Linked DNA regions of Gossypium hirsutum: region 1 is linked to region 2. The links are chromatin contacts, called in public Hi-C maps. All regions are on one chromosome and are shown on one strand. The core of a region is the stretch at or near the end of the contact, and the rest is flanking DNA. Distances in the headings are between cores, read along the strand shown. Region 1 has its middle 89 kb from the start of LOC107887639. Region 2 holds the start of LOC107886377 (agamous-like MADS-box protein AGL9 homolog).

Region 1 (5,943 bases), core at 1,498-3,997, 500 kb after region 2:
ACTTACGGGGTTTCGTCTTTCTCATTAAACCTAAATAGCTAAATATCCTTTTAGATTTCAAAACACAAAGTTTCAATAAAAAATAAAGGCAGATTTGTTCCCAAAGATTTAAACGTCGCATCCTAACTTACGGGATGTGACACCTTATTATCGCGGGACGAGTATGCCTTTGATGCTCGTTTCAACGTAATTCAAGCGTTTTAAAATTAACATTCATAAAAAGGACCGTATTTTAAATTCGTTCTCGATTTTCAACTTTCGACATTAAGACACTAATTAATCAATTTGGTACCAATTTTGGGCGTGACGAGGGTGCTAATCCTTCCTCACACGTAACCGACTCCCGAACCCGTTCTGTCGAGTTTCGTAGACCAAAAATACCGTTTTAGTAAACTAAAATGTTTTGTTAAAACAAAGGTGATCCGATCACACCTAATAAAGATCAGTGGCGACTCCTGTTTTAATCTTCGCTTTCAAACAAAGTCGATGCTCGTTTTTTCAAAAAAATGGTTTCGACACACTGAAACTCACGTCCTCTTAATTATTGCATAGCAATAGTGCCAATTGAACTAAAACTCAATTGACATTTGAGATTTTTTTAGTCTCCGACATTGTTAAGAAATATATTATGAGGACATAAAATGTCTAAAATTGACGTCATGTTAAAAATGATATTATCACATTATTTTTAATGATAATTGAATAAATTAATAGTATTAAAAATATATAATATATTACAAAAATAGAATTATTTTATTATATTGACTAAATTTTTATTTTAATAATTTTGAAACTGGTAAATATATCACGAGTGAATAAAGTCTTATATTTAAAATAAAATACAATATGTAAATATTTGATTATTTAATGAGTGTGAAAAGAGTTATACACTCAAAACAACTTTCGTTGTTGCTTTAACTTTTGTTGCTAAACAACAATTTACCGGTTATCAAGCTTTTTAATATTTTGGATAAGTAGTAAAATATCTATTTAACCAAAAATTAAATAAACTGCTACAATGTTACAAAGACAAACTACCAAGCAAAAATAGTAGTGTTCAAACCCCATGCAGTATGAAGTGCAAAGTGTACATGGCCAGCCTTAACTCCACAAATTTTACACTCAAATAGTTGAAAATGTTAAAATTGATTCAAAACGTTTTTGTCTTATTTTGACTATCATGATGATCAAGAGAAAGGATTGTATGAAACAGTGACGACACGTCATCTGTATCTTCCAATAGTTTTATGCCACATCAGTATTCTTATCTTGAATTTCAGTATTTTAATTTGGATTTGATTTTTTTCAGGATAAAATCTTAAAATTCAGGCTAAAAGTACTGATGTAGCATAAAATTATTGGAAAGGGATACAGATGACGTGGTATCACTGTTTCATACAATTCTCTCCCGATGATCAATTATAAAGTAAAATCTGTTTTTTAAATGTTTGAAATCTATAAGCTAAGCTATGATTACCCCCATTTCCTTAATATGCATATAATATGATTGCATATATTTAGAAATTGCATATAGGTTGAGCATTAGACTTGGATTAGGATATAAGCTTACTTTTTTTAGTATCTTACGTTTTTTAAATGATAATCTTTTAAGATTTTTACCATGACATGTATTGGAAGCTATTTGAGTTTCCACATGATATTTGACTTGGACAAATATATCATGTTATAACATAATTTCCACACATCATACTCATATTGATATCTAGTATTCCTTCATATATTGTAATATTGTTCTCCGTTGCTATTACCATGGTTCGTAATTCATAAAAATTTGGTAACAAACATGGTGATAATATATGATGTTAAGCATGTTTACTGAATGAGTACACTTTGATTGTCTATATATATGTTGTTGATTCAATGATGTATGCTTTATGATCTTTTCTTCTTGATTATTCTTCAAATTTGTATTTTTTTGTGTTTACATTTTGTATATGTTTGCTTTTAATATCACTAAGCTACTTTTTGTATAGATTTTCATATTTAGGTAGCTTTGATTTTTTTTATATTTAATTTTTAGTATCATTATGCTTATTTTATACTTTTTGATATATCAAAACGGGGAGAAAGATATAAGAAACTTAAGATGCATATATCTAGTAGAGAGGTATATATGCATGTAGTAAGGGGACAATTACTAAAATTGCATATGCTCGTATTTCTCGTATTATTCTAATGCTAAGTATGCAATTGTTGATTTTTGAACTCTTTCTTCTATATTAACTGGTATCATTGAGCTTATTAACATCATGCTTGGATTAGTATCCTTGTGCATGTTTATCAAATGATATTATGTTGAAGTTCATATGTGCATATATGACAAACGTTATGAAATTCATTCATGCTTCTTGCATTGTTAAGCAAGATTAATTTAGTCTTCAAATTTGTTTAGGGATTGTCCGAGCTTGGTGACTTGAATATGTGTAAATGATTTAGGAGTAGTTTTTCAAAGCAACTCTTTCTTAAATTTTTGTTGTATAAAAAAAAGGAAGGCCATTAGTTTTGATTTATAAAGCTTATGATATAACAACATTTAAGAACAATTTTCTATTTCATCTAATGCGTCGAGGGTCTCAGTTTCTTATTAAGTCAGGTGGAGGCTAAGGGTGCTTTGCATGGCATATCTATTTGTTGAGGTAGCCACTCGGTTTATCACCTCTTCTTTGTGGATAATAGTTTTATCTTCTTCTGTGCGACGGCTTCAAAGTGCCAAACTGTAAAAGATATCTTACTGGCTTATGAGTTTGCCTCGGGTCAAGCTGTTAATTATCAGAAGTCGGGGGTTATGTACAGATTTAACACAAAACTTTCGGATAAGCAAGCAGCTTGGTTGATTCTTGGGGTAACGGCTCCCGTGTATCATGGTAGGTATCTGGGGCTGCCGTGTTTAGTAGGGTGAAATAAGAAGGTTGTGCTCTCTTTTATCCTTGAGCGTCTTAGTAAAAGACTTTACAGCTGAAAGAATAAATTATTGTCTCGACCGGGCAAGGATGTGGTTTTTAAAACAGTAGCTCAAGCACTGTTGGTGTACTGTATGAGTGTCTTTTTACTGTCATTGGGGGCTTGTGAGGAGTTGCAGCGCATGATGAATTCGTTTTGGTGGGGATTCAGCGGTGCTAATAATAAAGGTATTAGGTGGGTCTGTTGGGACCGACTTTGTGACCCAAAGAAACTTGGGGGGGGGGGGGGAGGGGGGGCGGTTGGCTCGATTTTCGACATCACTGTTTCAACCTGATAACGCTTTGCCAGCAGGGATGGAGGTTTCTCTCTAACCACGATTCTCTTCCTAGTAGAGTTTTCAAAGCTAGATATTTCCCTTAGTGTGGCTTTCTTCAGTCCAATGAAGGTGCTAATCCCTCATTAATTTGGAGGAGTATTTTCTCTACTAAGGCATTGCTTAAAAAGGGTGCTTGGTGGCGTTTTGGCAATGGTACTGACATTTGTGTTTTTGCTAATCCTTATCGGACCCTCTTGATGGCTTAGAGGATATGCGTGTTAACGAGTTACTTACTGGTGATGGCTTGGCATGGGATAAAGGTTTTATTGATGGCATTCTAGCGCCAAGCGATGTGTCCCAAATTCCCAAGATCCCATTAACCTGGCAAAAGCCGATTGATTGTCTACTCCAGTTACTGGCGAGCAGTATAACCCTTTACACCTATTCTCACTCATGCGGTTGATGGCTCTTGGGATCGGCCATGGAAGCTGTCTTTGCCTCCAAATGTTACGCTGTTTATTTGGAAATGCTTGAAGGGTTTCGTCCTGTGTAAAAGCCGACCACTTGAGAGAGGGTGTAATATGGATCTGGGGTATGTTCGGTGTGGTGCGCTTGAGAGCCTTAATCATGTGCATATGTGGTGCCCAAAGGCTGTTGAGGTATGAAAGTTAGTTGGTTTCGGTATGTCTTTCAGTACTGTTCAGGACTTTATTGATAACCTGTTGGAATTGTTGGACACTGATCGTAGGGATCATGGTCTGCTAGTTACATGGTCCTTATGGTTCCACAGGAATATACGTTGCTGGATGGCGATTGATGTGGGGGCTACTGCGATTGTGGCGTTTGTTGTGCAATTCCTGCAGGACAGGAAGGACGCCGAAGCCACCTGTATGCAAGTTCAGCAGCCTCCTGCCGTTAACTGTTTGCGACAGTCTGCTTGAGTGAAGCCGACTCAGCCATGGGTCAAATGTAACGTCGATGGCTCGTTATTTCCGGGTACGGAATTTTTTTGGCTTTGGGATAATTTTGCGTGATCATAATAGGATGTGTCTGAAGGGCATCTCTAGTTTTTTTACTACTACATAGGAACCACATTTGGATGAAGTCGTTGCCATACGGGAAGCGCTTTCCTGGCTTCGTTCTATGGGCATTGATCACGAGCGACTTTATTTTCTGCATCTATTGCTTTTTGGGATAGTCATCCTTCAACTATTTGTTTCGTGATAGATCTGGATATCTCTAATGAGGGTGTTTAGGTTCACGTGTATTGGAGAAGTCTATTGGCTTGGTTTAGTTGCCTCGGATTTCTTTTGAGTTTTCTATTTCCCTCATTTTATTTTATTAATGAAGGCTTAAATTTTTTTCTTAAAAACTAATTTTCTATTTTATTCCTGAAATAATTTATGTTAGAAAATAAATCAAATATTTTAGAAAATGTTTTCAAGCAAGGACATTGATTTCAATAATATCTTATGTCCTTCAACTACTCAAATTCCTTTGAAGTGTTTTGGAGTCTTTTAGTATAATAAATATTGATACCCCACCGTTAGTATCTATACAGTGGGTAGTCAAATACCTATCCTTGAAGTATCAATATATCAATATTTGACCCAAAAGTATCAATATTTGGCTTCATTATATTAATACCCTCTTTATATGTATTGGTACAATAGGTTACAAGGTAACTTTAATGCTCAAATTAATTACTCTAAATGGCTAATTTTATCCTACAATTGCCCTTAAAAGTATAGGAATATAAAAGATGTCATAGAGTAAGTGGGGGAGCTGAGATATTAATCTTGTGGGGCCAAGTTAAAATTAAAAGTGCTATATAACAGTCGATTTAAGCATATAAACAATTTATTCAAAAGAAGCAATATTCCAACATGACAATCGATTTAAACATATAAAAAAATATATTCAAAAGAAGCAATATTGCAAAAATTAAAACGAAATAACTATCATTTGACTCGATTAACCATTTTTTATTCCGTTTTTATAGGAATGCTTATTGTTTCACAAGCTATCATTTGACATAATTTTAAACAAAGTGACCAAGGTTTTCTTCCTCCCCTTCACTTTGGCCGAAACTTACTATAACATCATCTAACTATTTTTGTTTCATTTTTACACTTCTAACAAGTTAGAAACCATCTCCTAATCATTTTTCATCCAAAAACATACACATTTCACTTAATTTTATAAGCTTCCAAGTTCCATTAATATCTTTTAATGGCAAATTTTAATATACTTGATAAAACAAAAAACTATTGGTATATATATGTAAAACAAGTTTCAAATATTCAAAATCTATGAAAAGTTTGAAGAAAAACATATCTTAGACTTCAAATTTGGAGGAAAAATGATAAATAACTTTTTTCTTCTTCTTTTCTTGCTAAGCACCAATATGAAGAAGAAAGATGATAAAAGTCTCTTCATCTTTTCTTTTCTTTATATATATATTATTATATTTCTTATAAACTATTATTATGTTAAGTAAGCTATTAAATAAACATCAATTTATTATTTAACAAAAATATCATTCAAAAGTCATTATGGGTAATTTAGCTTCTTCAAAAAGATTTTCTCTTTATTTTTATCAAGAATAGTTTTTTAATATTATTTTTAATCCTATCAAATTATTGGAAAGGTCTACTTATATTTTTAGGAGGTCTATAATATATATACAAAAGGAAAAATTGCAA
Region 2 (5,989 bases), core at 3,476-5,975:
AGTTGGGAAAGAACTAAAGAATTTATGTAATAGATCCAAAACGTAAGTAAAAAAAAATTAGGATAGCCTTTCTAAGCATATCAAACTTTTTATCTCTTCTCTAAGTTATACAAGCAAATGATGATGATAATTTTAGAATGTTGGCTACGAAATATCTCCAAATTTGTTGCTTTAGTAAGATTTAATCAAAAGTCAAACATGACAACTTAAAGACTTTGACTGTTTTAAACTAACTTTCTCTAACTGTCTTTTGAACATGAAATGAGACAAGTAGTACAAGCAATCAAAGTTTTATCTCAAGGAACCTCGAGCTTCAAGCAAGATTCATTTTTCTACTGATTTGGCCCTAAAAACATGATCTTTTAATGTTAATAATGTCAACTTTAAAGAGCTTTTACCGGAACATACACTATTTTAACATTAATTCAAATTGTCCATGAAATAGCAAGAGATAGTCATGTTCCTCAGCTTTTAACATTAACTCAAACTGTCCATGAGATAGCAAGAGATAATAATGTTCGTTGGAACAATCAAAAGTTACAAGGTTACTTAAACCACGTTTGAAAATGGAGCAAATGAAGGTTAGATATTACTTGACCCAAATATCCTCGTGAATTATGAGAGAAAAAAATTAGACCTTGAAGTTAAAATGAAATGAAAATTTGAAGACTTACAAATCAAGAACAAGAACCAGTAAAAATTTGTTGCACTTGACACCGGGAATAAGTGTGCAGTGAAGATGGATGATTTATCCTGTTTAGTACTGGTCAGAAAGTCTGACTGTAGTAAGGAGAGAGAGACTTGAAGTTGGAAGGAAAAAATGAGGGTCATCGGTTGCTTTTGATAAAAAGATATTAATGTTATAGCAACAACAAATGCTTGTTTTTGTTGATTTAAAACTAAATAAAGCAGATGATGGTCAGAGTTGGAATCCCTCTTACAAGCAAACAACACCACCGCATTATTTCAAAGAGTGCTGCGCAGTGCTTACAGAATTAAAGACACGAAAGTTAATGTTAAATCCATGACACATTACACACATTTTGTTTCATCAAATAACATGCAAACAGATGATAAAATGTGCTGATGATGTTCTTATGAAAGAATGCGGACACCATGCATGCATGCATTCATGCATTTGCCACTGCATGCTTTTGCTTCTATTTTCCTTTATGTGTCATAGTCATGGTAGCCATCCCGTCATGTAATTATTCACACTCGGGCACCCGGTGACCGCCGATATCGTATCGGGCTGATATCTGTAGTTCAACAAATCAAACCGATTAAGAATTCATCTTGTAGTTATTTAAATTCGTTGTTAGTGTTGGATATAGGTATGTAGTACCCGATTTGTAACGTTGGCTCGCAGTCCAATGGATGGAAGAAGACATCACCCTGAGGCTGATGGGTTGGTTGTCGGCCGTAGCCGACGTCATCGGCATTTGGATTCAGCTGGAGTGAATGTACTTGGTAGCCTTCCATCAACTGTAAAAAACCACCGTTTCTCAACTCATTAAATATGTTAATTTTGTTGGTAATTTCCCTTGTTGAATGAAATTGTAACCTTAAAGATATAAAAAGAAACCTACCCTTTGTTTTAGACTCTTATTAGCTTCATTAAGTAGATGTTCCTGCATTAAAGAGAGTGAAAAATAGTTGCATTGGTGGAAGAGACAACAACAAATTAATGGCTTTCAAATTATATAAGATGATGGGATACCTTTCGTTGCAGATCAGTGAGCTGATCAAGCATGTATTGGGTCTACAACAGAAATAGTCAAATCAGATCCATAATTCAATTTTTCATTGATTAGTGAATGCAGTTTCTGTTATGAAATGAGCATTGAAAGTAGAGGAGAATGGAGTGAAAGTACCCGCGTTGATCTTATCAGCTTTAATGAAGAATCAAGCTGCCTCTCAAGTGACTCAAGCTCTTTGCTGCTCAAAGGCCCCAGATCTTCTCCAAGTAAATTCCTAACCAAATATATCAACAATATGTTTTCATCTTCAATCATGTATCATATATTTAATGATTACCAACAATTTGGGCCATTTCAAAGGTTGCTCACTCACCTTTGGGACCTTTGTAAGGCTTCATAACGTGCTTTAAGCTTCAGATATTCCTGCTGGCTGCTTAGCTCCTACAGACACATCATGAAATTTGCATTTATTCCCACAAAACTACACATTTGCAGCCAAGTTTAGCATTGATAGACAGGTTAATTACTATGTATTACTTCATTGTTTCAATCATCATCTAGCTGAAAAATGTAAGCCAAATGCATATAATGGCTAATCTTAAGAAACAAGCAACAAAAAACAAAACCAAGCCAAAACTCTAAGGTAAAATGTTGTATTAGGTAAGAAACCTTAGTAGGGAGATCAAGTAATATGCTTTATAAATATAAAGTAAGTAGAATTATGAGAAAGATGCAATGTTATGGATCTCTATGGGAGAGATGAGCTTTGTAGAGATATGAGGAATAGTTTGGTTACACACTGGATTAATGAGCTAACATGTATTCCATATAGGGAGCATAGAAACTCCAAAGAAGAAAAAACCAAGGCAGTGTTTTCAAATCTCAGTTGGCAGAGATGAGTAGCATATTACCAGAGCCTCCCTAGTTGAAACATTTGTCTCTGGTGCTCCATGGCTGCACTTCTGGTACCTCTCCAATGTTTTCATCATGCTATATATATATCAAGGTAAATGACTAAATGTTAGTTCAAGGATACAACACATTCATAAACACAATATTCGAATGGTTGAAATTGGAGCTGTATGTTGAAAAGATAAATCCAAAAACAATTATCAAAGTTCAATTAAAAAAGATGGGACAAAAAAAGTAATAGAAGTTCAAAAATCAGCCATTGAGGATCCATCATTTAACAACACACTGACAATAAAGATAAAAAGGATAATATTTTTAAAAAATAATAATAATAAAATGCTGTTAAAAAGAAAAATGCTCACTGTATCACAAAAGTTTTTATTTTTATTTTTTAAAATTTTAAGAGGAAGTAATTAAAATGAAAGCAATCTTTAATTAGTTTTTTTTCTTGGTACAATAAATTGGATGGTTTAATTATTCACCAAATGTTGGGAATCAGAACTTGTTCCTTATTATTTAATTAATGATCCAAGGTTTCCAAAACACCTTACTTAAACTAAGCTTTTAATTAAACTTACAAATCATCAAATTATACTTGTAATGACGATGAAAAAGAGATTAATTAACACAGGCAAACTGTGTATTAATTAATTAATAAACGTAGTACTACTAATCACATAATAATCAATACATTTGCGTTAATTAATATTCTAGACCAGTGGAATTAAGACAAGCAGCGCTCATGCAAGTAGATCAATTGAAAGAATTAAAAACATCAAATATTTCAGCCTTCTAAACGAAATTTAGATTTTAAAGCGAAGGAAAAGAAAGTTGAAAACCCTAACATGGGGGGCAGCAGCTTTGGGAGAATCAAAACCTTAGAAACTCAGAAGCATTGATGGAGATGTACCCTTTTAAGTGATCCATTGAAATAGATCGCAGACATGATAGAATCCATTGGAAAGAAGGAAGTTGGTTTGTAAGAAAGAAAAGACACATCTGAAAAAGTAGAAACGACAGGCTGAAATCTCTTGTTTGTCTTTACTGTTTTGATTTTGTTTTTGTAACATCTCAAACAGGTATCCTTGGGTTTTTTTTATCTGTTTTGTTTTAGAAAAATAAACCAGGTTGAAGTCTGCTTTTAGATATGGGATTAAGTTTGAAACTTTAAAATAAAACCCTAAGCTCAGATCGTGTAAATTTATGAGCTCATCGAAAGCTTTCTTTCTGTTCTTTTTTTTTCCTTTTATCTAAATAAGCTTTTGGTTGTTTATATGAGAAATTAATATACATGATCTATAATGATTTAAGAGGAAAAAAACAGGATCTAATCAAAGCTTGAACGAGAGAAATTAAAGAAAGAATAAAAGTATTCAAAGCTAATCTGCAAGAGATCTTTCAGCTTCTTATGTTAAACATGAAAGACGTTAGATCGGAGATTTTAAAAACAAACTTGTAGTTAATATATATATGTAAGGATGAAAGAGGGGAAAGGAAAGGGGTGATAAAACCAAAGAGATCAAAGAAGGAAGAGAAGAAATTAAAGTGGGAATATATATATATATACACAAGAGAGGGATGTTGTCTTTTGACGATTTAGAATTGCAGATCTAACATCAAGAAGAAGAGGAAAAACACACAGGCAAACGCCAAGACATTCACCAAAACGGTAAAACTCAAACATAGCTTTATATTATAAAATTTCACTCTTTTCTCAAAATTTTCTCCCATAACTTGAATACCCCAAAATCACACCCAAAACAGCAAAAAAACCCTCCTCTTTGAACCCCCAAAAGTCAGAAATCAAAGCAAGCAAAAAGAAAGAAGCGAGAGCTTGCGTTGTTTTACGAAAAAAAAAAACCCTGTTGGTTTTGGGGTTTTGAAAGAGGGTACCAAAAAAGAAAAAAGGTGAAATAGTTTTGGTGATACCTTGAACTACTGCAAAACTCGTACAGTTTTCCCCTATTGGAGAAGATGATGAGAGCAACCTCTGCATCACAAAGAACGGAAAGCTCATAGGCTTTCTTCAAAAGCCCATTCCTTCTCTTAGCAAAAGTTACTTGCCTGTTAATCTTGTTCTCAATTCTCTTCAACTCAACCCTACCTCTCCCCATTCTTTTTTTCCCCAATAAAAATATTATCTTTGCAATACCCCAAACACTCTCTCTTTAACACTTTTGTTCTTCTTCTTGCTTTTCTCTCTATTTATTCTGTCATGGATGATACGCTTTCGCTAACAACTTCATCCATCAAGTAATCAGAATTAACCCCCCCGCCCCCCCAACAAACAAAAAAAACTTAAACCTTTTGCTTTGTTTTACGCACTAAACAAAATGATAAGACAGCCTAAACAAAAAGGATTTTCCTTTAGGTATATTATATCTCCAAGGGACCTACTTTCTTTTGTACCTTTACTTAAGCTTCACCCATTGCCCGTTGGATCAACCCCATCCAACGGTGAGAAACAAGGAACAGCCAAAGACGAAGAAGCTGAGAAACCTTAACCAGTCAATGCAAAAGGATCACTGCCACACTGCTACGTGTCGAATGGAGAAGTACATAGACTTGTAATGATCCAACTGACCATTTTAGGGTTCGGGCAATCGTATGACCTAACCTTAAGAAGGTGAACCCTCCGCAATCTGTTCCCTTCTATTTACGTAATTACCCTTCTGCTTGGTCTTTTTAATTTTTAAGACAAATCCTTGTCTTGCAATCTTCTAACGTAATCCTAATATGGTTAACTTAATTAATTAATTAGCAGCATGTCGTGATGATGTCATGGATCATAGAACAATGTTTTTTCATAAGAATAAAGCCTTGATTTTTTACTATAATAAGTTTTATCTTGGTATTGTATACAAAGGAGTGTGCATGCTGAGATTACTGGAGTTGTGGAGTCAAATCCATAACTTTAATGATGATAACAAGAATTGCATGATTAGAGGCGAAGCAAATGTTACTGAGAGAGATAAGAAAAGCTGAAAAGAGCAAAATATATGTATCTATGTGTATATATATTTTTAATTAGTTCGAAGGTTGGAGAGTTTTGAAGGAATTAAAGGAGAAGCTTGCTAATTGTGGTTCTCACATTAATTTCTTAATTCCCCCCCTCCCTTTGTACATTTTGCAAGGAATTATTGAAACGATTGCATATGTTAGCTGCTGTATGTGATTATTTCATATAAATGACCCAAACCCTTATGATTTAGTTTCTTTTTAACTCATTTTGCATTAATTTAATGTAATTACGTCGAACATTATTTGGAATTTAGAAAAAGGATCAAATACGAAAAAAAATTAATTTTTAAATAGTTATTTCTTATACTTATATATGAATATACATTGAACACATGATAGCTAGTATGGTTTCATGA

Evidence for each region. Hi-C and Micro-C count contacts between places; a contact is called where the count stands out from the background.
Region 1: a Hi-C map of leaf shows a contact between it and region 2, with 2.8 times the contacts expected there. The contact joins the enhancer-like site here to the promoter of LOC107886377 in region 2. A contact is called at or near these places in 5 of 34 Hi-C or Micro-C datasets (anther, leaf and petal).

What each region holds. Positions count from the first base shown.
Region 1 is chrA03:77,622,759-77,628,701 of Gossypium_hirsutum_v2.1, forward strand. No RefSeq gene overlaps it. Among protein-coding and RNA genes, the nearest start is that of LOC107887639, 89 kb to the right of the region's middle. Within about 2 kb of position 2,748, at least 4 of the 9 cell types and tissues checked have an H3K27ac peak or open chromatin away from gene starts, as enhancers often do.
Region 2 is chrA03:77,120,319-77,126,307 of Gossypium_hirsutum_v2.1, forward strand. LOC107886377 (agamous-like MADS-box protein AGL9 homolog) reads right to left here and starts at 4,726. Exons shown (of 8, transcript NM_001326726.1): 1 at 4,542-4,726; 2 at 2,612-2,690; 3 at 2,074-2,141; 4 at 1,875-1,974; 5 at 1,721-1,762; 6 at 1,590-1,631; 7 at 1,346-1,485; 8 at 1,177-1,259. The coding sequence starts at 4,726. The coding sequence ends at 1,184.